7 separate regions of the Mus musculus genome follow, and all the other regions are linked to region 5. A link is a contact called in public promoter capture Hi-C data. All regions are on one chromosome and are shown on one strand. Each heading gives the region's core, a stretch centred on a gene start, on an enhancer-like site or on the middle of the called end of the contact. The rest is flanking DNA. Distances are from core to core; before and after follow the strand shown.

What was found. Promoter capture Hi-C pulls out the DNA fragments that hold promoters and counts their contacts.
Region 1: a contact with region 5 is called in a promoter capture Hi-C map of pre-B cells, with 8 times the contacts expected there. The contact joins the promoter of Ccdc15 here to the promoter of Pus3 in region 5. A contact is called at or near these places in 14 of 39 promoter capture datasets (the 3T3-L1 cell line, 3T3-L1-derived adipocytes, the C10 cell line and 9 more), 2 of 484 Hi-C or Micro-C datasets (B cells and CD8 T cells) and 4 of 115 datasets of contacts at active chromatin or transcription factors (astrocytes, embryonic forebrain, large pre-B cells and 1 more).
Region 2: a contact with region 5 is called in a promoter capture Hi-C map of pre-B cells, with 7 times the contacts expected there. The contact joins the promoter of Slc37a2 here to the promoter of Pus3 in region 5. A contact is called at or near these places in 6 of 39 promoter capture datasets (the 3T3-L1 cell line, the HPC-7 cell line, cranial neural crest and 3 more), 1 of 484 Hi-C or Micro-C datasets (pre-B cells), 2 of 115 datasets of contacts at active chromatin or transcription factors (astrocytes and large pre-B cells) and 1 of 9 other capture datasets (liver).
Region 3: a contact with region 5 is called in a promoter capture Hi-C map of liver, with 4 times the contacts expected there. The contact joins the promoter of Nrgn here to the promoter of Pus3 in region 5. A contact is called at or near these places in 7 of 39 promoter capture datasets (the 3T3-L1 cell line, cranial neural crest, frontonasal cranial neural crest and 4 more) and 1 of 115 datasets of contacts at active chromatin or transcription factors (astrocytes).
Region 4: a promoter capture Hi-C map of liver shows a contact between it and region 5, with 6 times the contacts expected there. The contact joins the promoter of Robo3 here to the promoter of Pus3 in region 5. A contact is called at or near these places in 4 of 39 promoter capture datasets (hippocampal neurons, liver and pre-B cells).
Region 6: a promoter capture Hi-C map of hippocampal neurons shows a contact between it and region 5, with 8 times the contacts expected there. The contact joins the promoter of Hepacam here to the promoter of Pus3 in region 5. A contact is called at or near these places in 11 of 39 promoter capture datasets (the 3T3-L1 cell line, 3T3-L1-derived adipocytes, cranial neural crest and 6 more), 2 of 115 datasets of contacts at active chromatin or transcription factors (astrocytes and embryonic forebrain) and 1 of 9 other capture datasets (adipose tissue).
Region 7: a contact with region 5 is called in a promoter capture Hi-C map of liver, with 6 times the contacts expected there. The contact joins the promoter of Ei24 here to the promoter of Pus3 in region 5. A contact is called at or near these places in 17 of 39 promoter capture datasets (the 3T3-L1 cell line, 3T3-L1-derived adipocytes, the C10 cell line and 12 more), 3 of 484 Hi-C or Micro-C datasets (the G1E-ER4 cell line and cortical neurons), 9 of 115 datasets of contacts at active chromatin or transcription factors (astrocytes, cardiomyocytes, embryonic stem cells and 1 more) and 2 of 9 other capture datasets (adipose tissue and liver).

The regions. Positions count from the first base shown.
Region 1 is chr9:37,346,999-37,350,976 of GRCm38.p6, forward strand. It overlaps Ccdc15 (coiled-coil domain containing 15), which reads right to left and starts at 1,359. Exons shown (of 16, transcript NM_001081429.2): 1 at 1,036-1,359; 2 at 740-925. The coding sequence starts at 919.
Region 2 is chr9:37,254,244-37,257,933 of GRCm38.p6, forward strand. It overlaps Slc37a2 (solute carrier family 37 (glycerol-3-phosphate transporter), member 2), which reads right to left and starts at 1,495. Exons shown (of 19, transcript NM_001145960.1): 1 at 1,056-1,495. The coding sequence starts at 1,114.
Region 3 is chr9:37,550,195-37,554,182 of GRCm38.p6, forward strand. It overlaps Nrgn (neurogranin), which reads right to left and starts at 2,551. Exons shown (of 4, transcript NM_022029.2): 1 at 2,343-2,551. The coding sequence starts at 2,357.
Region 4 is chr9:37,431,106-37,435,100 of GRCm38.p6, forward strand. It overlaps Robo3 (roundabout guidance receptor 3), which reads right to left and starts at 2,070. Exons shown (of 28, transcript NM_001164767.1): 1 at 1,737-2,070. The coding sequence starts at 1,896.
Region 5 is chr9:35,556,557-35,560,725 of GRCm38.p6, forward strand. It overlaps Pus3 (pseudouridine synthase 3), which reads left to right and starts at 2,004. Exons shown (of 5, transcript NM_023292.5): 1 at 2,004-2,177; 2 at 2,747-2,961. Ddx25 (DEAD box helicase 25) reads right to left here and starts at 1,914. Exons shown (of 12, transcript NM_013932.4): 1 at 1,782-1,914; 2 at 1,129-1,195; 3 at 826-873; 4 at 210-345. The coding sequence starts at 1,844.
Region 6 is chr9:37,365,318-37,369,176 of GRCm38.p6, forward strand. It overlaps Hepacam (hepatocyte cell adhesion molecule), which reads left to right and starts at 2,289. Exons shown (of 7, transcript NM_175189.4): 1 at 2,289-2,444. The coding sequence starts at 2,360.
Region 7 is chr9:36,794,972-36,798,722 of GRCm38.p6, forward strand. It overlaps Ei24 (etoposide induced 2.4 mRNA), which reads right to left and starts at 2,363. Exons shown (of 11, transcript NM_001199494.2): 1 at 2,242-2,363.

The DNA.
Region 1 (3,978 bases), core at 109-2,608, 1.8 Mb after region 5:
ACAATCAAATATCAAATATTTACATGTGTAAATAAATCAAATATTTACATTAAATTAAATTAAATTAAATTAAATCAAAAATTAAATTAAATTAAATCAAATATTTACATGTGTAAACTTTTGAAAGGGCATTTCTTCATCTGAAATGCTTCTACCCTGAGTGTACAGCATTTCTATTCCTTCACAGACAATGACCATAGTTCCTCATTCGTTCAACAACTACATCCTAAGGACCTAGTTTACCCCAAAAACAAAAATAAACAAGAAGTTCCTTGGCCCCGTGGAATTTACAACTTCCTCAGAGTCTATCAGGATTAACCTCTTTCTTTTATTTTCTTATTTTCATTTTGCCTGGATCTGCATTTAAAAACTTATAAACTCTGAGCAACTACTTAACATTTGAAGAGTGACCAACTGTCATTCTTCTTATGTTACAGTGTCGGGAAATTGTACACAGTACCTATGCCATTCACAGCAAACAACCATGTTTGTGAAGTAAACTAGCCTACTTGCTGGTATGTAGTAAGAACTAAGTTAATATTTGATTGTGTCAACCAAAGATGAAGCAAGTTTTGGAAAACACATCATTGTTGTATAATTTTGACGCAAGAATATAACCTGTATCAGAATGGAAACAGCATCCTCCAGCAGTTCATCTTTCTTTAAGTACCAAAAATTTAGAGAAGGCTAATAAAAAGGGCTGGCAGCGATCACAGTAACCGGGTCAACTGACACTCACATGTGCTGGAATTCCCGACCAATTTGGTGAGGCAGGTTCCACCCAAGCCCCAACTGGTATTATGGCCTGGTTCCTCTCAGCCAGCACTGCCAAAACGTCCTTGCTCTTCGTGGGATTTAAAGCCAGGGGCAATTTTGTGGGATTCCGAGGCTTCTTGAGGGGCGCCATACCTCCTGGCATTGACTTCTGGTTAGAAGAAAAGAGAAAGAGGGACAAGGCTTAAGACAAGGGGGAAAGGCGTAAAAATTACTTTCTAGAAGGAACGGAGATGAGAGGACGAAAAAACAAGGATTTACTTGGGAGATGAAAGCCTGCCCAGAGGTGAGCATAGGCGGGCGCTAAGGGCAGGGCTTGAGTCTGAGATGACCGCGGGTGGAAAAGCGCCGGCCCACGGCATGGGGCTGGAGGGGAGTCTAAGGCCCGGGCAGGAGCCGGGGGTCTTAAGAAGCCTGGGCACAGGAGGTGGGGGGCGTCTGAAGCCCGGCCAGGAAAGCGGGGTCCTGTGAGGCTCCAACAGTTGGATAGGAGACCTGTGAAGCCTGGAGCCTGCCGCGATCCGGTCCGTCTCACACACAGACTCAAACTCCGCGGGCTGCTACGCAAAGGACAAACAGCAAACTGCCACCCCGGGGCCCACGCCTGCCCTGCCTCTTCCGCATTTGTCACCCGTCTTGGGCTGGGGAGGCGGGAATCCGAGCGCGGGGATTACGTCACTTCCGCTTCCTGCCCTTTGGTTGGGGAGGACTAGAGCGGGTTGTTGAATCCGGCAGCGAGCTTAGACTCGGCCTCTCTTTGGATACTGGCGCTGTAGTCTTCTCAAATCTCGAAGTGAGAGGTCTGACATGATGAACAGGCGAGTAAGCGTTCACCGCTGAGGAAATCTCGGGAATAGACAGAGCAGTTCTCAACCTAAGGGTCGCTACCTCTGGGGGTCGCATATCAGATATCCTGCAATGAGATATTTTACATTACAGTTCATAGCAGGAGCAAAATTACAGTTATGAAGTCGCACCCAAATTTTATGGTTGTAGGTCACCACAACATAAGGAACTGTATTAAAGAGTCGCAGTATTAGGAAGGTTGAGAACCACTGGGCAAGAACATGTTGCCAGTGGATCCTTGAGAAGCAAACCAAGCCAACAATCAACCAGACTGCGCTTTTATGCAGCCCCTAAGGTTTACAACGCTATTTCGTGATTACCTTTGACATGTTCTTGTGTGTGACCATCACAACTCACTCCAAACAATGCTTGGGATATTTCATTAAACCCAAAAGACATACACTCATTTTACTCAAGGTGTATATTCGTGCTGGGGGTTGAACCAAGGGCCTCTGGCATTCTAGGCAAGTGCAGCAGTGGAAACCCTAGCTGCCTTAATAATTTTGCTTTTAAGTTAGGGTCTCACTAAGTTGCCCATGCTGGACTTGAACTCACTGTGTAGCCCAGGCCTCGAACTTGCAATCCTCCTGCCTTAGCCTTCCCAATGGCTGCCGTTACAGGCACGTGTCACCCTGCTTTACTTCAACATACCTTATTGCAAGCATTTTATATATCAGTATGTTTTCTGGTTACTCCAGATACTCCCAGTGAACAAAGATCCCTTGTTTGGAGAATTTAAAATCCATTGGAGAATTTACACTGACATTGATAGGACATTTCCAGAGAAGACATCACTAGGGCAATTGAAGTTGATCTTTGAGTTTTGTTTGTATTTCATTTTACTCAGTACTGGAAGTTAAGCCCAGGGCTTCATACATGCTGGTCAAGAACTATATACCCTGCCAACTTTTTTTAACTAGTCTACTTTTAAACAGAAACTATATATGATCATAGAACAAGCCTTTATACTCTTCAAGGGAGGGTTTTAGGTATATAGTTGATTGTTTCACAGCTTTTAATGGGATCTCCTAGGTAGTTCAGGTTCCTCCTGCCTCAGCTTCCCAAGGGCTGGAATAACAGTCACAAAACATCATACCCAGGTATAGGATGATTCCAGGTAGGAGCTGGAGAGATGGTTAATTAAGACTGCTTCCTGCTCTTCCAGAGGACTAAAGTTCATATGCCAGCACTCACGTGCTCACACTCTCCTATAACTCCAGCTCCGTGGATCCAGTGTCCTCTTTTTGCCTCCCTAGGCACCTATATACCCCCCACATACAACACACACACACACACTGTCTTCTGGGTAGAGAATGAGCATTAATGTGGGAGCACTGACTGACTGGGAGAAGTGAAGGAGGCTGACTAGAAGAGGATGAAAGGGGTAGAATGGAGATGAGCATGCCAAGTACTCAACATAGAGCATGTTGAGTACTATAATGTGTTGAGATGGAGCACCATCAGAGAACTCTGAGCTAATGAGTACCAATTTTTTTCTTTAAAAAAAATTCCATATGCTGTCTTGAGAATTAGACAAATAAAAATAAGTGGGGAAAGGCTAGTTAAGAGGCTACAACAATTGCCCCACTATGACCTCCCTCCCCCCCAAAAAAAAATCTCATGATTTGAGAAAGAAAAGGCTGAAGTCTGGTGCTAGCCATATAGGAAACTTATTTCCTGGAAATCAGAAATAGATGTCCCAGAATGCCAATAACTTATCAGACCACCTTGCAGGAGATAGGAGCTGAAACAATTATGGGTCAGTAACCATACCTTAGCCAGGATTCTTTAATTATGCCTTCTGTTTAAACTTTATCCTCATGTTTGGACCCCTGGAAGTTGGACCTCTTTGTCCCTCTTCCCATTGTGACCATAGTGAGTAAATCATTTCTGCTTTTCATTCATGTGACTTTTAATTGGCTAATCAAGCACATGTGGCCAAAGCCAACTTGTTAGGGTAGTCTAGGCATAGTCTCTGACCCCCTAACTCTGGAAATAAGAAAATGGGTCTTCCAGGGTATCTGGCACCCTCTTCTCATTTCTGTGAGCACCAGACACAAACATAGTGAACAAAACATAGTGAAAAGCATGCAGGCAAAGCGACCATTTGTAGTCAATGAACTGAAAGGTGAGAGCATTGGACAAATTGTCCAGGAGGTCTGAAATTGCTGAAAAAAATGACAAACACAAGTTACTCATTGTCAGGAACAACAATCTTTAAGGCATTTCAGAAAAAAAAAATATCTGGAGATTGATTGATGAATGTAAGTTGGAAAGCAGTGAATGGTATAGTCAGATGATACAAAATTTAATATTAAGGACCATGTTAAGAAAAAGCCAGGTGTGGTTAAATATAGT
Region 2 (3,690 bases), core at 245-2,744, 1.7 Mb after region 5:
TCTTCTAGCTCCTTCATTATGAGGGCAGTACACGCTCTCACTCTCGTGTTCATCTCCTTTTGAGAGACATTTTCTCTCTTTCTGAAAACATAAAACTGTTTAATAGTTCCAAATGTAGAAAGGACCACATAAACCATCTAAAGAATGTTTTAGATGATTATTAGCCTGAGAGACCTTGAAACAAAATGACTTATTTTAAAACCAGGCCAAATTGATGACTAAGTATCTGCCCAATCTGACCCTTAGTTTAGTTTGAGAATTTAGATTTGAGATTGCTGTGTCATCTGTTTTGTTTTTGTTTTGTTTTTTTTAGAAGCCAGCAACTGGCTATTTTGTTAAGTTTTATAGTTTATAAATGACGGTAACTAACAAAATGTTTTAACACTCTTCCTTCCCCACCTCTTGCAGACCAAGTACACTGCTCCAAAAGCTCAATGGAGATTGGCTAAAACCTCTTCTCCCAGCACAAGGGTGACCTTGTGGTCCTGGGAGCAGCTGCTGTCAATGCCAGCTCATGCTTTTAAGGGTGACCACCCAGTGTTGGAGCAGCTGCAGCTCTGATCCCAGAGATCTTGCCCTAGCTAGGTATCCCTGAGACTGGAAGGGTCAGACAGGCTTAATAGAACCAGTGATTTCTGGCTTGTTAACTAATCTAATCAATAGGGGCCTTAAGCTCTCTGGCTCCATTTATATTCTACCAGTTCTTGGCCTGGGTTCCTCAAAGGCAAATCCGGATCCTCCAAATACACAGATAAGACTTGGAGGCACTCCACAGGTACCCGCTTGTGCGCTTGTGTTTGCAGATACGGGGTGGCAAACCAAAAAGGATGAAGACTCCTAGGCACCCTGTTTGTTCTTCACCGGGGTTAGACAGAAGTCTGGGCTAATGTGGAATTAATAGTTCTGTGTTACTAAACTTCCACGCCTGCGCCACCGAAGGAGCCCTGCCAGATAGAACTAGAACCCCATCCCCCACTCCAGGGACAAGCAGAAACATCCGCCGCCCGAGCAAGTCTCTGCGCGTCTTGGCAGCCTCCCTCCCCAGCCCTGCTCACCAGCTGTCCCTAGAGAAGGCGCGAAGGAACCAGACACCAGGAGCCAGGGAGGACCGCATCTTGAGGCGCCGGCACTCGAAGCTGAGACTATGGAGGGTGCAGAGCCGGCGCGCGTCCCGGCCAGCGGCGGCAGCGATTTAAATGCCCCGCCGACTGGCCCGCCCCAGGCAGGCCCATGGCCAGAGCCTCCGCCCCTTGAACATGACCGGCCTGCCCTCTAGGTCGCGCCGAGTGCAAGTCCTAGCTATCCCTCTGTGCTCACTAGCCACTGTTTTCTATGTACTGCCATCTGTTTTCTCGAACTTTCTCTCCTAGTCAGAAACCAGCAGTCTTGAGTTTCCTGGGGCTCCTCTTTCTTGTCTGGGCTTTTCCATTTCACTACCCACGAGGGGATGGGGAACTGAAAACAGCAGTCCTACAAGTCATCAACTCTGTGTGACGTTGGGTTTCCTGCAGTGCTACCTGTCTTGAGCAGTTCTGTGCCCTGACACAAAGCAAATCCGGTGCTCTGTGTAAGTGAACGCAGTGGGACCACCGCGCTGACTCATGATCTGCGGGCTCTCTTTGGGAGCCCTGGAAGTGTCTCAGGGAGGAAAATGATCCCCAAACCCACCTCTCAGGTTCTGGTTCTGCTTGCTCAGACGAATCTGAGTTCACTGAGTCTGCTGGAGCTTTCCTAAAGCTCCACTAGCCAGTAACTAACTATGTTGCCAATACTCCAATCTCCACTTTCCAGGCACGCAGCCAGGTGGCAGTGAAGAGCTACAAGGGTCTTCCGTGCTCATAAAAATGACTGCCTCTAGCTTAAAGATTCAGAGTAAATTTCCACCTATAAAAAGAAGCTGCGACGAGATTCTTGTGTACGAAACCAAGGGCAAAATACTGAGGGTGGAAAGGGAAAGTATTCGCCTCAAAAGTAAACTTTTTAATAGTACATAAAATAGGAATGGGTTTAGCCCTTACCCCACCCACTCCTAACTCTTAGGAGTGTCCAGTATTCAGAGCAAGGTCAAGGAGGTGCAGTAACAACTCCACCAAACAGTGGACTCAGGATAATGGGCTTGGCTTGTCAGCCCTGGTATCAAGCAGAAAAAGGGTAAGCAGAGTTATAAAACCCTTGGATAATACCAGCAGTTGGGAGTATGGGTCTAGTGCCAGAAATAAAGGCAACAAGTCAAGGGCAGGGGTAAAGGATTAGAGGAAGGAGAAGGCAATAGGCAGGAGGCACAAATGCCATGTCGTGTAAAATGCTGGAAACCAAGAGTATCATGTAGTACAATTCAGTGAAATCCCTAAGTACAGGGTCTAGGGAGATGGCTCAGTAAGAGCACTTCCTGTGCAAGCATGAGAACCGGAGTTTGAATCTCCAGCATGCACATAAAAAAGCAGGCATGGCTGCCCAGGCCACTGACCTCAGCACTAGGAGAGGAAGACAAGTAGAGCTTGAAAGCCTCACTGGCCAGCCAGCCAGCCCCCCAAACCGAGTGTCTGTTATTCAGTAAGAAACCCTGTTGTAAGACAATAATGGAGAATGACAGAAGACACTCAGGGTCCTATTCTGGCCATCATATGTGCATACACAGGCAAATGTACCAAATAAAATAGACATACATACACACACTAAATAAATAAACTCCACATCCCTTTTTTACCATTTAGTGAAGTGGGGCATACATGGGTATCAAAATAGGTAACATGACTTTAAGCTCTCATCTGCCCTGGGCACTTCAAACCCAGGTGGCAAACACTCCTGATTAAACAGAAGACACACAGAGTGAGCTGGCATCCTCAGAATGGCAGCTACTGATTTCTAGAGGACTAAGAGAAGGATCTGGTTGCCATACAAATGAACCAAGGAAGCTGCAGCCATGCGAGGTTATTCAGTAAGTAGACATCAGTGGAAGAATGGAGAGACTATTGCCAGCGCTTCTGTGGTGCTAGCTAGACTTCAGCAGTGGAAGACAGCTGTCTCTCCACTTGAAAGATAGTCACACTGTTTGTTTCACATGCTTTTCTAGAGGTGTGCTGGTATCTTCCATAGTTGCATCTGCTGAGTGCTGGAACTGTACGGTGCTCATAAGCTCTTACTCTAAGTGCTCTGAGGCTGTAAGAGTATGTATGCCCCATTATGTGCCAACAAGTACTAAGGAGCAGAGCTCAAACAGTCTTTGCTGCCTATGGATTCGAGCCATGACTCCCTGTCCAGGCATTAGGATGGCACATGGGGCATGTCTATCACTTGCTCCTGTAGGTGACCTGGATGCTCTCTGCTTCCTGCTGCTTGAGACTGACACAGAGGGATATTACAACCCAGGTAATCCTTCTCCCCACTAACAGCACCTCTCCACTCCTGTCTCATCTTCCTGTTGTATCTGACACCCCCACACAGCATGTTCTCAAACCCTGTGAGATGTGACCGGTGTTTGAAGAAATGAGGAAGGGAGGAGCCACTCAGTCAGCCACCAAAGGAGAAGATCCTAACTCCTGACCGGCAGCCCTCTAATTACTTGGTTCAGTATTAGGCACGTGGGATGAAGACACTCAATGGTATTAGCCATTTTAGCCACCAAGTATCAGTTTCAGCTGCTTCTGAGTTTCACTGATCACCCATGCGACTTTCTAGGCTTTCTGTTTA
Region 3 (3,988 bases), core at 1,301-3,800, 2.0 Mb after region 5:
TTCTTCCTCATTTCTCTCTAAGCTTGCTTACCAAGGGGGAAAAGAACAAGTAAGGCACGGCTAGATTCTTCCCAAACATCAGGTAGGATGGTCATGGAAGAGAACTCCAGAGCAAAAAGATGAGGAAGGCATACTGTTCTCTTTACAGCGCAGGGATGCCTGGTAGCAGCCCTGCCCTCTTCCAGTCCTCCGCCCTTTTTTGCCCCCTCTTTTCCTTCTTTCTGCCTCCTTCCAACTCCACAGAATGAGACTGATGCTGAATATTATCTGGCCCTTTGGTCCAGTGGACTTGGGACATAAAAAAACAGAGACTGTGTCAGGGCCCAGTGCAGGAGGTGCCCCTGGACCCTGGACATTCAATACCTCTGGCAGTCCCTCTTCCTCTAGGGGACACTGATTTCAAACACATTAACCACACCCTCAGCCATTATCTATCAGTATTAGTTATCTGTGGTGTAGCTATCTACTTGCCATGCACCAATGGCTTCCTGGGTATTTTTATAAGCACTAACCAGGAGAGACAAGGTTGGAGGCCTGAGCCCCACATCTCACCCTCTTCATCCTTCTCAGGCTTCCTAGAGTCTTCACCCATTCATGTCTTCCCTGCTGGCACATCTCCCGATTCCTTTCCCCATCCTTCTTGGCTTCTCAGCCTTTTCTTTCTTGCCTAGCAGTTACCCTCCTCCCCTGTTGACTCATATCTCATAATCTGCCATCTATCTATTTATTTTTTATTTTTTTACTTAATGGAACATTGCTGGGGATGAGGGGCTCTTCCTCAATTGAGACTGAAGACCCACACCTTTCCTTTCCCAGCCAAAAAGTGATTCTTGGGCTCAGTGTGTAGCTCAGAAGCAGAGTACATATTTAGCAGGCATAAAGTCCAGAAGTCAATCCCCAGCACCAAAAATAAGTAAGTAAATAAGCAAATAAGCAAACAAACTGTTCCCTGGAGAATAGCAAACCGCTTCCTTGGAAGAAGCCCTGGATAGTGTTCTTCAAAGGGCGGAACTGTATGTGATTGGCATGCTTGTATATGTATATGTATATGTATATGTATATGTATATGTATATGTATATGTATATGTATATGTATATATTTTTTCTGATCTATACATTTACTGCTATGAGCATTTACAGTAATGAAAATCAGTATGCTTCAAAGAGGGATTGGAGGGCAATCTTTTGAGAGGACAGGGCTCCACACTTGTCAAAGGTGCCTACTTGGGGAAAAAAAATCACATTTCTAAGCCCCATTTGTACAACTGTAAAAGACCTACCTACCTGGGGTGATCAGGCACTCTGGCAGCTGTTATTTATTTAACAAGAGTTAAAATGTCAGCAATGGCTTGCCCCTAAGTTCTCACTGCGTCTTGGACACTGGGCATTGGGAAGTGTCACCTCTCAAAGATATGGGCTATTCCTCCCTTCCAAACTTATTTATTTTGCACATTGTGGGAGAAAGGTGGGGTTCCTGCTGTCGTTAAGTAACCTCTGGAGTCTTTAGCCAGAGTGACAGAAAGAAAACACTAGGAATTTGGAGTCGTCTCTTTCCTTAGATCGGAGGCTAAGAATAAGCAAACACGTTTTATATAGGTATGGGTCACTCAACTCCTTTAGCCAGCTAGGAGCCAGGACCAGTGCTGGATGCCTTCATACAAGAGCCCTTAACAAGATCTGCTTTGGCGTTAGGCACTTGCAGCATCCAGTTTCCGTGTAGGCGCTGATAGACACTTCCTCCCCTTGCCCACAGGGCCCTCTCACGGTCACTCACCCAGCACCTTCCAAAGGAGAAGGTTTTGGGGGCTGAACCAGCTCCACCCCAGAACCACACTGACTAGGTTCTTTCCTGCCCATCACCACCAAGACCAGGGTGGATTCTCCCCGACTTCGCCACATAAGGGCTTAGACGATCATCTGAGGGTCGTGAAGATCTTGCCACAGTCCGCGACAGCAGCAGTGGGATAGGAAATCGTTTGGGGGCCAAAAAATACCAAGGGAAAGGACTAGCACACCAGCAACTTTCCTGTGTCTCCGTGGGGGAAGTTCCACCTCTCGTCTAAGCAGCAGCTTTCCTGCATGAAAGCTCTGCTCAGATCCAGATACAACCTAGATTGTCTGGCCCATGGGCGCTCAGACGCCCCCGCGAGCTGGGGAGCATTTTCCCCAGGGCTTGGCTCAGATCAGGCAGGCGCCTTCCATCATCCAATACAATATTTCAGCACCATTCTTTCCCACATTGTTCCTAGGTCTTCCGCACCCACTTCCATCCCTCACTCACCCCCCAGGGGTTCTCGTGTGCCCCTTGCCCCAGAACACGCTGAGTTCAAGTATGGACTTACCGTGCAGCAGTCCATTGCCGGTGTTGAGGGTCCTTGGCTGGGGTGGAGCCTGGCGCAGAGCGGGGGTGGGTTTGTACGATGCTGGGTGGCAGCTCAGGGGCTGTCGGGCACTCCCCGACCAGCGCAGAATCCTTGCAGAACCAGCCTCTCTCCTCTTGGGTCCGGTCTCCCGCGCTCCGCAACTCTTGCGAATGTAACCTGAGCCCTGCGGCCTCGAAGCCAATCAGAAGACACTTTCTGCAGGGTGGGCGGGGAGAACTGGAGCGAGGACCACTCCTTCTCTCGACTCTCTCCGCCTCGCTCGCTTTGGTGCTCCAACCTCTCCACCTACACACTTCCATCCATTCCTCCTACACACCCCATCTCCCAAATTCACCCCCCCCCCCGCTTTCTAAGTCGCAGACTGCCAGGCAGATGTACGTCGGAGTAAGCACAAGGCCTCCAACATCCAGGGCACAAATACACATCTGGGTGCAGCACGCCCTACCGCCCATAGATAGAAAACCACGAACCTCACCCACCTCCCTGTTCTAGAGTCCCAAACATTACTCCCTCTATTTCCCCTCTCTGCAGAGATGCCCTCCTCACTCTAGTTACAGAGAAACCTGATGGTAGACAGCCTACATGATGGGCACATAGTGACATAGACGCTCCAAGCCTCATGCATCCATACATACTCCCAGGCGGGGTGGTGTGGTGTATCTTCCCACATACAGACACTGCAGACACAATAGGCAAAAACAACTCCACAGGGCCGTGTCCACACACCCTGTGAAGCACAGGTAAACGGTAGACCTCCTGTTAGTTAGCACATAGACAAAAATACCTGCATTCTCACTGCTGGCAATGTCTGCACTAAGTGTTTTCTTTTTAAAATTTTTAGCAAGAACACTGTATTGTCACACGTTGATTCTACGTATTAATTGATTCCATTGTGACCTACTTGTGCCCTTTAAACCATGTTCACCTGGTTACCCTCTTTTGCCCCTTCCCACTCCTGATAACCCCTACTCTTTCCACAAGTATCCCTTTTATTGCCATGTCTTTTTTTTTGGAATGGGGGGGTGTCGAGAAGGAACCCATTGAATTTTGTTAGTGTTGTTTATAGGAGCACGGGCAAGGGCTTCTTTACAGCATTGTAGGCACTGTACTAGTGACTGCACCCCTAAAGTAAATGTCTCTCCCTACCTCACCAACTATTAATTGTGTATAAATCTTCAGGGTGGGGTGGTACCTCATAAGCCCCTCCTCTTTCCATGATAGAGTGTTAATGGGCCCACTCTTGTGGAGATCTTGTGCAGGTGATCCAGCTGTTGTTAACTCAATAGCCAAGTCATGACTGGAAATCATCATTCCATACCTCACCCCCCTTCTTCTGGTTCTTAAATTCTTCCTACCCCTTCTTCCATGATGTTTCCTGAGCCTTGGAAGTATTGGTATATATGTGTCCTCTCTATGACTTGGCATCCAATAGCCTCTAATTCTCAGTATTTTGACTAGTTCTAAGTGTCTTCCATCATCACCGACCAAGTATCTATTTTGTATCTCTCCATGACCTGTGATCTATCTGTCTACTTATCCATCTATCTATCCTTCCATCCATCTGCACCAAATAAAATCACGTACACCCAGCACCCACTTTGAAT
Region 4 (3,995 bases), core at 820-3,319, 1.9 Mb after region 5:
CCTGTTTTGGAAACACTCCACTGAGAGAGGCCCCTGGAATGGTTAGAGCCCAGGTTTTGGCTTCGAAATGCTCTGAGCTAGAATCTCAGATTTGACACTTCCCAGAGTTAGTAAGCTGGACATCTTATTTAACTGCAGCCCGTTGGTGGCCCATGCCTGTAAGCCCACTGCTCTGGGTGTGGAGGCGTCTAAGTTACATAGTTAGGCTAGGTCTCAAAAAACAAAAAGGTTCAGGTCTCTAAATTTCACTTCCTTATCTGCAATGTGGGAGTTCAAAACCCCCAAAAAGATGCAAGGCACAACAGTAGCTATGACAAGTTTACCATTACTTAATATCCTTTCTTCTCCAGCACTTTAATGTGGTTCCTACAGTCTCTACCTGAATGAGACTTTAGGCTCTAGTATTTCTAAACCCATCCCATCTCCACTTCAAAAACCTCTCATATGTGATAAAAATACACTTTAAGTTCCCTGCTGCCAAGATCTTGCTCTATGCTTTTGTGGTCACTGCCCTATTCTTTATCCTCCATAGCTGTTTTTTTGTTTTGTTTTCCCTAGTGGCAGTGTGTAGTGACCAACAACCATCGTCCCTCCCTGACTTTTCAAGCTTAAATGAAAAGATAGATGTCTGGTATAAAGCTCTAGGTGAGTAAAAAATCCGAGAAAATAACTGCTTGGTCTCTTGGGACTCCTCAAAGGTGGCAAGACTGGAGAATCTCAGCCCTCTTCAAACTCCTTCCACACAACACCCTTCTGATCCACGCTTTCCCTCTAATTCCTGCAGACACAGCCGAGGGCTCTCTTTCCCTGGAATTTCTTCCCTGTCATTCCTGGTCTCCAGAGATGCTTCGACAGCAGCCTAATGAATAGCTAATGGCCATGCAAATAGGGCTCTGGGGCTCCTCCCTTGCACCTGAGTACGGGGGGGGGGGGGAGAGAGAGAGAGAACGAGAGAGAGAGAGAGAGAGAGAGAGAGAGAGAGAGAGAGAGAGAGAGAGAGAGAATCCTTTCATCTTTTAGAGACTGCAAAGGTGGACCATGTCCAGAGTCCGGGGCCCTAGCCTAAGTTGGGCAGAGGCTTCCAGAGGGAGAGTTCCTGACGTAGCCAGCAGGGAGCGCGATCAGGCCTCTCTCCAGACTGCCTGCAGCGCTCAGGGGGGGCAGCGCTGTCTCAAGTTATTTATTAATCACTGTAATTAGCAGTAACGACCTCGCCATCGCTCTGCCAGGCTGGGTCAGCTGTGAGTCTCACTGGGGATACAAACTTAATACTAAGTTTCCTTGAGAAGATTGCTGACTTTGACCCTCCGCGTAAAAACACCTACAAAGTTGGGGGCTTTCCCACCCTTGCTCTGAGTGAGGTTTTTGAAAACTTTAGGTCCTGGAAGTGGCATCTGCTACTTGGGTGGATCACCTAGTGCCCGGTTTAGCCTTGGCCGACTGGCGACATCGTGCCCTGGTCTAACCTTCCTTCTTAGCTTGGAACTTGCCCTTTACATTTCTCCCACCTGGGGTGGGTGTGGTAGGTGGATAGTAGGAGAGATGAGGAGAAAGGGGCTCAGCAGCCCTCCACCACAGGCAAATACACCAACTCAGACGCTCCTTTGGGACCCCACTTCCCAGGAGGGCCCTGACAGGCGCCCCTGGGTCCTGGAAAAGGAGACCTTCCGTCTTCCCTTCCAAGCAGCCCTCTCATCCCGATCTCCAAATCTAAGGTCCCCATCGAACAGTCTCACCATTGAGAGAGGGATCTCCAGGAGGAAGCAGACTAGGGTTGAGCGCTGCCAGCGAGGAGTTGAAGCCGAAGAGTAGCTCGCTGGAGTTGGAGATGTCCCTGGCCAGGGAGTCCGCGAACAAGTTCATCTGTAGTAGTGTTTTAAGCAGGTAGCGCAGCATAGCGCAGCCCGCCTGGGTCTTGGGCAGGGGCCTCGGAGCCCAGCCCTTGGGTCTGGGACCCGCGGGCCGGGAGCCGTAAGCCCCTCCACAGCCTTTGCGCGCTGCGGCAGCCACGATGCCGCTGTCCTGCAGGCGTGCCTGGGTACCGGCCGTGCCTCTGCGCGGGCTGTCCTCCTTCGCTGGTTCTTCTCTCCACCCCCCCCCCCCCCAGTGCCAGAATCCCCTGGGAGCTGGGCGGGCGGAAAGCAGGTGCCACTCGGATCACGCCGTAATTAAGGGCTTAATCCGCCTTCCTCCATATCCCCACCTCCACCAGGATGGCCACTAACAGGGCCGCGCGCAAGTTAGAGTCCCCGCCCCACACTCCTCTCATCAAATGTTGCTCTGAACCTGGCGGGAGAGTCTCTCTCTCTCTCTCTCTCTCTCTCTCTCTCTCTCTCTCTCTCTCTCTCTCTCTCTCTCTCTCTCTCCCCCAAGACGCGGACTGAGCCTCTGTCAGACTCAGCCCTTCTTTCTAAAATTATAGCAGGAATTATTTCCTTTCTCGGACGTCAGGGAAACTGAGGCATTGGGAGAGCAGACACTGTTGAGCTCTCAATGTCCCAGCTTCCAGTGCCTTTCAAATTCTGGGTCCTGGAAACGTGAGCGCAGGGTGCTAGGATACCTGGGAGTGGGGGTGGAGGGGAAGAAGAGAATTCCACCGCTGGATCACCTCTCGCCCCACGTGCGCGTCCGATTCCTCCTAATCCTGTGGCTTGCCACTAGGAACCCACAGGGATACAGAGATCCAACTTGACCTGGAGTCCTGCTCCAGATGCGCCCCCCCCCCCGCCCCGTCAGGAAATCCTGCCGGGTGCTCAGAACTGAGTAAAATTGGAGGAGACCCCGAGAATCCAGGCAGCACGCACCTATTAGCATAGTGCATTGCTCCACTATGACGTGTTTTAGGAAGTTGTTTGACAGTTTTGAAGAGACCAAAAGTCTAGAACAAAGGAAGCAAAGTGTCACAGACCGGGTGAATGCCAAATTGTGTGAAACTGCTGGAACCAGATAACAGCTGTTTATCCTCCCGGTCGGGGTGAGGTGGGGTGGGGTGTGCAACAGGAAAACCAAAGCCCCGGTTCTGTCTCGAATAGGGGTTATTTTAGCCTTGGAGATGTTGCAGCCAACCATCTTTGCTTTTGCCCCTCTCCTGCACACACTTTCTCTAGACTGGAAATGATGTTGAATGTGGAGCAAGAGACCGTGGCTTTCCCATCCTGTAGGTTCTGTGGACAAGTAAGTGTTTGGATTGCTCTTAGGCTATGTAATCGTGCAGCGGCTGCTTCTGATATGTAAGGGGACACCTGCACAGGAAGACAGCTCAGAGCGCTATATGCTACTCAATTCCAGGGTGGAAGATGAAGCTGTGGCAGATTCCAAACCAAAAGCAGGTCAAGAGTAGAGGAACATGGCCCCACCAACCAGTTTGTCTCTACAATCCAGTGTCCTGCCCACGGAATTCTGGGGGCATTTAGTGCTTCGGAGTCCTCGGTCCAGGACCAGAGAGCTCAAGGTGGGATGAACTAAATGGTGAGGGCTGATGGGGCTCAACAATCCCACGGGACTTAGAGCCCTGGGAGCTGACACATCTGTGGGTGCTGAACTGGGTCCCTGGTGCATCCACCGAAGACAAAACCTGGGCAGATCTTGAGAATGGGGTAGGCTAGGGCACTAAAGAGATAGAAGTTTTTTACATCAGACCCTCATCCAGGGGCTTGCTGTAGTGCTAGACCACTTTCAGCCGGAGAGGTAAGGAAGGGGTGTGTGTGCTGAATTTGCCAATCAGAAGACATCACCATTTGAGACCAATCCCTTCAGAGTTAAGGATGAAGAGGACTAGTTCATCTGGTCTGATCCTCAGAATCTTAAGGACCGTTTGCTTGGCCTTCTGCTGGTCGGTCTTGCGGGTTCCATCACATTAGAAGGCCAAGCAAGGCAGAAACTTAACTTCATGGCCCTGCTTTGGAGCTGGAAAGGCTGGAAACCCCCTAACCATGCAGATTTTGCCCTATGCTAATCCCTTGATTTGCTCCCGGCCGGCCTCTGGGCAAACACAC
Region 5 (4,169 bases), core at 754-3,253:
CAAAAAGTGCTCAGGATACCTAGCCAACTTAGGTATCCGAGTATTCCCTGAGATATGTTTTAATTGCAATGTAAAACTATAGGATCTACTTTAATACGGCGTGCTAGGAAACGAAGGGGGGATGCTGATGGGTTTGGGTAACTAGCATGGTAGGCTGTTAATGTTTACTTGCATAAGCATCCACATACACTAAGAGCTAAGATACTCACAGCCGTAGCTCTTCAAAGGTTTTCACCGAGTAGAGTGGAGAGCTGGGATCCTTCTGTAAGACTTCCACTCGGTGGCTGGATTCTATTAAGGACTGACGGATTAGCTTGTTTAAGAGTGAATTGGCTGCCAAATCCACTAAAAAAAAAAAAAGGCAAAATCACAAGAGGACATCAAACCTCCCGGATGACAGCTAATTAACTGTTATCTCCTACTGAGCAACAGTACATATCAACCAACAGCAGCTTGTTCTCATCTTCCTGACAAAAGGAAGTCCGAGAAGGAATGCCACAGCACCGAGGATTCCCTCCTTTTACCAAGACCCAGTTTCTTATGCTCTGTTGTGCAAACCCTTGACCACGTGCAGACCGACATCTAATTGCAATATCTTCCTAGCCAAACCGAAAATTCTTAATCTACACCTTGCAGTTTTCATTTCAACGTAGTCTAAAGGAATGCACCCCCCTCCTAATTCAGTACTCCCCCCCCATAGTATTCATTCAAAAAGAAAACAAAGATAGTGCTTTCCCAAGGAAATTAATCCTTTTAGCACAGTCAAAGCGATGGTAAACCAAGCAGCAGAGCTAATAGGTACATTCAGTCGAGCTTGTCTCCTACCTACATCGTCTTCATCATCATCATCATCTTCCGTGTTAAGAGAGCCGTCTATGAGGGTAAAAGGGAAAATAAGAAGCATAAAGAAAAATGTTGAGTGGAAACATACAATGCATTCTCAGAACGTCTCACAGACGCTACAGTGTATGCAAACAGAGCCATCTCCTGCAAGAGTAAAGCGATGTGCCTGAGGAGGTGGAGGATTTTCAGTGGAGAGGAAGGAAGCCAAAGCTATTTCATGGCAGATACATGGGGAAAGCAAAGGTGTTAATTAAGCCAGTCTTGCTTTAGCCTAACAACACTCACCTATGTTTGGGACTGTGGTACTCCTAATACCACGAAGGTTCTTCCTGGGATGGACGAGATTTGAAAACTATTGAAAGGCACAAAATTCAACCAAGGTTAGGAAGCAGGACATCAAGCAAGAAGCATGGCGCTATCCTACAGCAAGGGGAGGGAAGACCACCTCAAACTGCTTCCTTTGCAATGTTAAGGGTTAATGATTTCATTATAAGAATCTGTGTAATTGTATGAATTCTCATATAATAGAATGGGGGCTTCCATAGTCTCTCTTTATAAGGGCTCTTAGTTTGAATATGGGCAGCATCTGGGTGATGGGTGGTTTACAACTACAAGGGGAAGGTGGCTATGAAGATGAGAAGCCTGCTAAATGGTCAAAACCAGGATAGGAGAAAACTCAGTACAGATAGGACTAGCAGCTGCGCACTCTCTCTGTATTTCCTGAGGGGGTCTCTGCCCTTTCAAATCAAAGGTCGGTCCTTTCTGGGAGTCTCCTTTTCTGTGGCCTTTCCAGCCCAGCCCCCCATCACTTGACACCCCCCATCACTTGACACCCCGCTCTAAACGCCGGCCGGGCGCTCCCCTTCCCAGGGGACTTCCCTCGGGAGTCCCTGTTCTAGCCCCCGCCCCTGGGCCCTCCCCTGCTCAGCGGCAGTTACGTGGCTGTTCAGCCGCTCGCTCTCCGCCGCCCCGGCGTCGCCTCCCCAAAGTAACGACGCCATAGCTGCGGTCTCCGCTCTCGCCCCTGGCACGTGCTGCCACCCCCGCGCGGGGCAGCGCCGGCTCGGCTCAGTGGCCAATGGTCAGGCTCCGGGACCGGCGTCCGCCTCGCGACCACCCGTGGCGCGGCGCAGTGCGCAGGCGCGGGCCCGGCGCGGGGCGGGCGGAGGGAGAGAGGTGCGGGGCGCAGCTGTGCGGGACACCCGCGAGCTTTCCGTTTGACCAGCCGGCCATCCGCACAGCAGAGAGAAAGTGGGCACGGAGGCGGTACACACACCGCGCTGCAGGCTCTCGTGCGGGTATCTCTCCCGACAGCCCCGCTTGGGCATCACCAGGTGTGAGGTTGCACAGTGGAGGGAGAGATGGGCTTGACCAGAGGTTCAGAAGGAAAACAGAACTCAAGTGCGGACATGTGTCCAGGATACCTGTGATGTGCCCACATACACGCATATTTTAATTTTTATTCTAAGGAGGGGTCTCCTTTTAAAGCAATCTGGACCACCACTATCTATATCTATGACATGTATTGCACAGCTCTGGGGTAGCTCTTTGGTCCAACCTTATGCTAAGTTTGGACCAAAGAACCAGGATTTTCAGTTTTCTGACTGGAATTTTAAGACTTGGGGCAACATTTCTATAATTGTCAAAAGCAGAAACTCAAAACTGGAGCCATGATCTCTCCGTGGTGCTGAAGCAGAATTCCTTGGCCCTGTTCTGTCGCAATCTTTCAGTGTTTTCAGGTCAAAGCATTTCCCTTTAACCCTTACATTTACATTCTAGTAGTAAATGTTTCGACTCTCAAGGTTAAATTTCTGTTAATTAAACGATGTTGGGACAGGATCTTCAATCTCTTAGTTTTCATATAGGATAGCCAGCATTTGAAAATCTTTTTTTCTCATTTTAGACCAGACTATATTTCTCGTATTGGCTTGCGGTAAAGAGGAAGCTGCATCAGAAACCTGCGCATGCGGTGGGCTTCGGCTAAAAGCCCACACCGTGCCTTCCGAACTACATTTCCCAGAACCGTCGGCGCACGCTTGGTGAAGCCGCGCATGCTTACTGAAGACGGAAAGCCATAGCTTCCGGCTAGCCGCATGGCCGCCTACTGAGGACCGGAAGGTGAGTTAAACTCTGAGTTGGGCATCTTTGAGTTCTAGAGAGGAATGAACAGATGGAGGCTGAACTGCTACCTTCTGCCCTGGTATTTAAGTGTTTAAGAAGGCCTTGGTGTATGAAATGGGACTTAGGACAACGCATATCGTGTCGTGCCTGGAACTTCTAGCAGCTAGGAAATCCCATCGGCGGGGCTTAGAGTCTGTAACTAGTTTAGAGGGCCTCTACTACATCAAAATTGCTCAAATATGAACAGTGGAAGCCCATTAATTATGCTATGGAAGGAAGGGGTGGCGGGAAACTTTGGGTTTTGTTTTACACAATTCTTTTCAGAGTTGATTAATGGTCGTAGCGCGTCTCAAACCCTTTATTACAAAGGAAATGTGTACCCTCGCCATATACATTTAAACATTTAAAGAAGTTTCGTACATTTAGGGCGTGCTATTTTAGGGTGAAAGCTTGGTGCGCCCAGGAATTCCCTTTGTGGGTATTTGGTTACCCCCACACTGTATCTGCCAACCTTCTGAATTTCACTTATAAACCTAGTGTGCTGGAGCAAACAGTACTGGGCCAAGAGTCTTGGGAGTCATGACTTTAAAAATAATCTGCCTGGTGACTGGATTTACCTAGCCCAATTCATGCTTATAGGGATACTTAGTCAACTGGAACACTTGAAAAACCTTTTGATTTTTGTTATTTGAACTTTGAAGTCCCCACTCAAATGTTTTGAAAAGCTGATAGACTTTTAATCCTGCACCTAAGACTTGAGTTTTAACTATTCCCCGTGCTCTACATGTACGACAAATCTGGCTGTTTGATTTACAACATATTTGTACCACTTACTATGTATTCCCAGGCATTTGTGGCATAGTTCTGGCTCTGATACACCACTGAGTTTGCAGTTTTTACTTTCGTGGAGTGAGTGTACTAAGTCGAGTCCCGATTATTTTTCTTCTTGATGTGTCTAGCAATGGGTGGAACTGGGTAAATGTATTCTATCGATAGCATTAAATGGTAAGAAAATGTTTTAGCAGCTAGTAATTGCCAGTGCTGATCATGGTTCAGTGTTTTTCCTTCTTGAACAAGCACTCTGCTTTCAGGCCTAAGTTTAGTGCTTGAAATAGAAAACGGATTTTTAGCTACTCCTTACTGGACTCTCAAGATCTATGCCCAGTCTAGTTCATTTTTGTATCTGTCTTCATGTCAGGCTGTGT
Region 6 (3,859 bases), core at 1,039-3,538, 1.8 Mb after region 5:
AAGCCTCTGCCCACACTCATGTAAACACCCCTGATTAAACTTAGTGGGAAAAAAAAAAAAAACCACAAACAAACAAACAAAACAGAACAAAATAAAGCAAAAATATTTGAAGAATAGCTTATTTTTCCAGTCTTCCCTTCCTCCACTCACACCGCTTCAGCCGTTTCTTTTGTCTTCAATAAACTTTGTTCCCTTGCTTGGTCATACACACACACACACACACACACACACACACACACACACACACACACACACACCCAAAGATATGAAATTAGGAGGAAGGAGGAAGATTTCTTGGGAAGAATGCCTTCTCAGATGATTTTGGGGGGGGGGGGGATAAGAGAAGGTAATGGGAGGGGGAAATGAACAAAATATACTATATACATGTAGAAAGTAGTCAAAGGATTAAAAAATATTTTTAAGTTGCTTTTTTAAAAGGGAGAGGGCTGATAAAATAAGGCAGAGTGGTGCATACTTGAAATTCCAATACGAGTGACGTGGTAGCAGGAAGATCAGGAGTCCAAGGCCATCCTCACTACATAGCTAGCTGGAAAGCAATCTGTCTCAAGAACACAGACAAACAACAATGGGAAGTGTCCTACAGTGCCACCTGGGAACTGCTAGCGAGAATGTAAATGAGTTAGGTTCTTTGGAAAACAGTTTGGGAGCTCCATAAAAAGTTCCATAAACAGGTGTGGTGCCATCAATATAGATAGCATACCCATATAGGCAAAATCCACGTGGTATGGTGTCACGGAGATAGCATACCTACAACAGGCAAAATAGACAGAAAGTAGATGGGGCTGGGGAGAGGAAATACAGTTAGTGACAACTAAGAATAGAAGTGTTACATAGGGAAAGCTAACTAAAATTAGACATTTGTGGTAGTCTCAGAACCTTGTGAAAATACTAAAGCCACTGAACTGTACATTCTAAAAGGGTGAATTTCCTGATATATGAATTCTGTCTTAATTTAAATGTTTTAGCATAAAATTAAAGGGGGGGAACTAAAACTAGGGGGGAAGCCTGATGGGTGGCTTTCAAATTTTAAGTCTATCAACATAGACTAATTTTTACTTTAAGATTAAGTATATTCATGTGTAACTAAGAAAAATAAAATAGAAATAAAATGCCCTTTTTTGGTGTTTTGTTGATTCATTTGGGGTTTCTGTTTCATTCTGCTGAGATGGGGGTCTCATGTTGCAGCCCAGCTCAGCCTGGAACTCATGATGTAGCCCAAACTTGTCTCAAACTCAGAGCAGTTTTCCAAGGGCTCAACCCTGCAAGTGCTGAGATCACAGGCGTGCCCCTGTTTCGGTTTTTTGAAACAGGGGTATCACTGTGAACCTCAGATTGGCCTTGAACTCCCAGTCTTCCTGCCTCTGCCTCCTTAGTGCTGGGACTACGGGTGAGCCCGGCACACTCACTTAAATGATTTCTCCTAACTAAGAATTTGCTGGGTGTTCTGTAGCAACCTTCACCAATCCTCCCAACAATTCCTCCGGGGAGGCCATTGTTTTAGCCATTTTACAGAGGTAAAACTCAAGGGCTCAAAGATACTGAGTCCATTCCATTACTGCAGAGTTACCGAGCGTTTTATGAGAAGGCATGGCCAGGAGGCAGGCTAGGCTATCACACTGATGGGAGAACCCAAGGGTGCCGGAGTGTGGAGCATTAACCTCATCTTTACTCTGACATGTCCTAGAGCACTGACTGCAGGGAAGGGGATGACAGTGGACTCTGGAAAGACACTCCCAGCATCTATCTGAACCTGTGATAAGAGACAATCCCAACTAGAACAGGCATGAAAGTAACCGAAATCAAACCCTTTTCCAATTTTCTTCTTGTGGGCTAAAACACCACTTCTTCAGTAATTCTTTGACGTCTCTCATTTCTCGAGATATCCAAAAAACACCCCCTCCCATACCCACCCGGCCACCTTTTCTCTCTTATTAGAAGTCCGTCCTGAAACAGAAGGAGGAATGTGAGGTGGAGCCTTCTAAATTGGAACACATTTATGAGCCCAGATCTGCCTCTGCCTTGGGAGTGGGACTTTATTGAAAGACAAGCCAAGAACCACTGGACCACCTGAGCCCCATAGGATGGAACCTGCTATTAACATCTAAACAGATACTCCTGTCCAAACTAAGGGGCGAAGGGCTTGGAAAGTAGAAAATGCTAGGTCTGAGCAAAGCGAGAGGAGAGAACAAGGCCAGCAACACACAGAGCTCTGTGTATTCAGAGGGAAGTTGGCAGGGTTGTGCTCGGGCAGAGAAACTCCGAGTGGTACAAAGGGACGTGCCCGGAGTGGAGAAATCATGCTAATTGTCTGCACCAGAGCTGGAGAACGCCACCCAAAATGAAGAGAGAAAGGGGAGCCCTGTCAAGAGCCTCCAGGGCTCTGCGCCTCTCTCCTTTTGTCTACCTGCTTCTCATCCAGCCAGGTAAGAGATCAGAGGGTCTAGAGAAAAGAACTGGGGGGCATTTGACAGAGGGAAGGGGAGAGCAGAGCCTGATACCTTCGGGGCTGGAGGAGGGGAGAGCGCTCAGTGGCCGTGGGAAGCATCTCAGTGAATTCAGGAGTCAATGTTGAATATATCTGTTCATTCCCTGTGCTTCCCGCCTGGCCCCCGGCCCCCTCCCCGAAAGGCTGCATGACTTTGGAGCGCCCACGGCATTCAGTACATTAGCTGGAAAGGCATCATGCCACTTCTTATGGGATGACTTGCTGGCGTGGGCCAGACCAGCATTCTTTTTAAGGGCTTATGTGAGCTCTTGGTGGGAGAAGGGGGAGGGGAAATCTTGGTTTTGCACCTCCCAAACCTCTACTGTGGCTTCTCTGAGTGTCAAACATCGTGAAAGATGAAAGAAACTTTGTAGATAATGAGCCTCCTGGTTTAGGATAGCAGTCAGTCCTAGTCATAATTTACTCCAAGCCATAGACACCTACCTCTTGTAGCGCCCCCTAGTAACACTATAGAGAACTGGTCTTATTTTAAGTACTGTAGATATTTATATGTTCATACACACAATTACAGGGAACCTAGAAATGCACATCTTAATGTGGCAAGCGGATACATAGATCATTTTAACAAAAAGCAGGAATCAGAAAAAAAAAAAAAAGTCACCTGCCTCCATCCAGGAAGCTGGGGCTGGTGGGGCAGGATGCTGGGGCTGGTGGGGCAGGATGCTGGTGGGCGTTGAGACCCAGGGAATGTTTCCTTATAGAAAGTATGCACTGAATCTCAGAAGACGGGGAAAATAGGTAGGAGCGTGAGCGAGATTATTGTTGGGACAAAGGTCAAGAGCTTGAAATAGTATCGTGTGTTTAGGCGGAGCCCAGAAGTTCAGCATTGCTTAGGGAAAAGTGTGAACTGAGTTCAGTAGAAGCCTTGTAAACCTTTCTCAGAAAATGAGACTGAGTCTATAAATGGTCGATGGGGACGCTGCATGATCTTTGATTTGGGAACTGGCAGGGTGAGTTTTACTTTTTAGATCTCTTGGTCTTCAGTGAGGCACTGAAGGAGAAACAAGGCAAAATAGATGAGGATGGAGGCCGATTTCATTCCTCTGAGCCCATGAAACAAAATAACACAGACTAGGCGGCTTAGGTAGCAGAAAGTTGGTGTCTTGCAGTTCTGAAAAGCAGACCTTAGAGATCAAAGTACCGACATGCCACACTCCCTCTGAGAGCACTAAGGACAGATCTGTCCCAGGCTTCTTTGGCTTGTGGCAGCAAAATTCCAGCCTTCAGGTGGCGTTTTCCTGTTTGCGTGTCAGTGTTCGAATGTCCCAGTCTTACAAGGACTTGTGCGGAAGTGGATCCACCCTACTACAGTATGACCTCATCTTAATTCCT
Region 7 (3,751 bases), core at 1,113-3,612, 1.2 Mb after region 5:
GTAGAGAACCTGCCTCGCATACACAGTCTCTAGTACCAAAATGATAAGAGGGTTCATACTAGAAAATCTTGTTTTTCAAGATGGGGTTTCTCTGTGTAGCTCTGGCTGTCTTGGAACTCACTCTGTAGACCAGGCTGGCCTTGAACTAAGAGGTCTACCCAGCTTTTTAAAAAACAACAACACACAAAAAAAAAACCAACTTAATTTTATGAAGATAAGTGTTTTGCCTGCATATATCTGTGCATCAGTCATATATTACAAATGTGAGCTGCCTTGTGGATGCTTCGAATTGAACCTAGGTCCTCTGAAAAGTAGTTAGTGCTCTTAAACATTGAGCCATCTCTTCAGCCCCTATATATAAATAATCTTAAAATACTAGTCTCTCAGCTGGGTAGTGGTGGCGCACACCTTTAATCCCAGCACTTGGGAGGCAGAGGCAGGAGGATTTCTGAGTTCAAGGCCAGCCTGGTCTATAGAGTGAGTTCTAGGACAGCCAGGGCCAGAGAAACCCTGCCCCCCCCCCAAAGACTCTCAATTATTTAATTTCTTTAAAGTGAACTCTCAGGTGAATGGAAAGTCTGCTTGCAAAAATATGAGATTTTAGGATTCCAAAGTTATCATGCCCCACCAAATCAAGCTTAGAATCTTCAATTTAAGAGATAATAAAATATAATAGTCAGCTTGTATACAACTCAAACTTCAAAACATAAAGGATACTTTCCTTGACCTCTGGCCACTTCAGCACCACACTGACCCAACTGGACTGATGCCATTCAGAACTGGACAAACAGGGAGTACAGTCAGAAGGCTGCCTGCATCTGCTCCTTACGTCAAATCCTACCCAAATGTGCTCACCTAGAGAAGTTCCTAAGGTTAGGAAACATCTGTTACTACTCCCACTCCCCCCTCCTAAAAAAGCAGAAAAAGAAAACCTCAAGAGCTTCAATCATGTGTACAGAGAAAGCCAGTGCTCTAGGAGTTGTGGTAAAAAGCAGTCCATGACCAGGAAACTAGTAAATGTCCAAGACACTAAGGTATATCACAAATGTACCACCATCTTAAGCAACAACTTGCTCATCTACAAATAAAGGGTAGCATATTAAAATTCTTCACGGGATAGAGTACGACAGAATAAACAAAGCTGAAAAAATTCTGGATAAATGTAATCCTGTTAAAGAACACACCCGACTTGAGGTGAGAAAATCCATTACTCTAGTTTTCTCCAAGAGCCCAGACAGGGAGCTTCAAAATCTGTCATATCCCAGAACCACTGTGTTATTTGACTCCTTGGCAGATTAATACCCGGCTTCTTCATGTACCAACTAACAAAGTACCAGTGACCAAATAGAGCCTTTAAAGGAAAGGCCATTATTATACCGTGGGCCTAACAACTTTTCTATGGGAGAGAACATTTGGTATGAATTGCCCTGTTTAACAAATTGCTGAGACAAGCAGAAAAATAACCTTCCACGATTTGAGACCACACACTGACTGACACAAAGGGCTCTAACAACAGAGAAAACCAAGATGCATCATCTGGTTCACAATATTTTACATATAAACGGTTTGTCAACAGTGAGTGAAAGCTAATTACAACCAACTTTGGAACTTCAGTGTTCTAACCGAGACTGGACTTTTTGGCTTAAGCTTTGCAACGAGGATTTTTGTTTAACCCAAGCATCACCTTCCTTAAACCTTGAAACACTGCTGGCCAATAAATTTGACAGTCTTTAGAACCGATTAAGCACCTACTGAGACATACTCCTGCACTTTCATTCCGAAGCCACCAGATTCAAGTCCCGGAAGGGAGGAAGCCAGTGTTTCCCACTCCAGGTAGGGAAAAGGTAAACACCCTCACGCATCACCCGGCCACAGGCTGCCTCCTGGGCAACCTGGGGTACTCGGCCCCTTCTCTCCCGCAGCGTCGGGGCAATTGGGGTGAGAACCCGTCTTCCTCCCCAGCCACTGCCGCGCACAAGGTGCGGACCTCGCTCACTGAGGGTCACCGGAGCTAAAGATAGCCCCGCCGCACCTGGGGAAAGCCTGAGTCCCGCGCGCCGCCGCCAGGCCTGCCCCTGCCGCCTTTCGCGTCCCGGGCCCTTCGGGGGCCGGGGTCCTTGCCGCAGCCCCTTCCAGAACCTTAGGAACTAGCTCCGGCCTGCCAGCCCTCGATGGGCCCTGCCGCCCAGGCTGCGATTTGCAAGCGGCTCGAGCCCACTGCCCGCCGCGGCCTGCACCTACCCCGCCACCCTACCGCCGCGGCTCCAGCCAGGGCGCTCGCCCACCGAGGCTCGGTTCGCCTGCTCCGCGCCCGGCTGCCCGCTCCGCCCGGGCGCTCGGAGAGCCGGGGCTGCGCCCACACTGGGCATGCCCGGGCCGCACGGGGCAGCTGGGAAGTCGGGCGGGCAGCCTGCCGGTCGCTGGGCAGGGGCGGGGCTAGCGAGGTAGGGCGGGGCCATACCGGGGGGCGTGGTCTGGGAGCCTGGGAATTGTAGTTGGCTGGACCTCAGAGTCCAGACTCATTCTGGGTATCCAGGTCCAGGATTCTAGACCTTTGTTGCCTCCTAGTCAAACCCCTTCTCACTGTTGAGCGATCGTTAACCTCCTTAATCTATCTACACATCAGTGCTGGTCTTTCTGATATCCTTTAAGAACAAATGATGAAAACAATAAAATAGGAGACACCTTGATAATTTGGAGGCTTTCTATAAAGACTAATAAACCAGGTATGGTGATGCACACCTGAAATCCCAGCCCTTGGAAAGCTGAAGAGAAGAAATGGTCCAAATTCGAGTCCAGCCTTGGCTACCTAGTAAGTACCAGCCTTGGCAGAGCTGTGTAACAACATCTTGATTCAGAAAAAAACAAAAGCAAAAAACAAAAACTCAATAGAGTAATCAGTTATCATGCACATGCAAAAAGCCCTGGCTTCAAGTCCAAGAATTATATTACACAGGGCATGATAGTACAATCTCAGCACTTGGAATTTGGAGGCAAGAGATCAGAAGTTTGAGTGATTCAGAATATAAGGCATCAACCACTTAGGTAGCATTTAGTGCGGATTGTAATGATGGAATGGCTGTGATAAAAAACAAGTAGAGATTGCTGTTTTCAACTGGCTCATTTCTAGCCTGGCTCCATAATTTCTTGTCATGAAACTGTAGGAAAAGCCACTTTTACCCTTTTCAGGTTTCTCCTTTGAATTTAAGAAACAAAACCCAGAAAGAGTCAAGTATAAGAAAAGCATACAAGTTAGCTAGTGAGTTAGTAGTGACTGACATATAAACCCTGAGAAGGGAATGAAGAAGATTGGAGATGGGTTTTCTTTTATTTTTTGGAGGGGGATGGAGGGAGGCTGGAGACAGGGCTTCACTCTATAGCTCCGGCTGTCCTGGAACTCACTCTGTAAATCAGGGTGGCCTGCCTCTGCCTCTGCCTCCCAAGTGTTGGGATTAAAGGCATGCACCACCACCCAGTTAGTTTAGTCCAGAGGAACAGAACTTAATGAATATATATGGGGTTTATTAGAATGACTTACAGGCTGTGGTCCAACTAAACCAACAATGGTTACCTGTGAATGGAAGGTCCAAGAGTTCAGCAGTTGTGCACTTCACAAGGCTGGGTGTCGAAGCTGGTCTTCAGTACACGCTGGAATCCCAAAGTAGTAGGCTCTACTGCCAGTGGAGGAATGGACTTGCCAGTGAGAGCAAGAGCAAGCAGGAAAGCGTGAGTTCCCTTCATCCATGTTCTT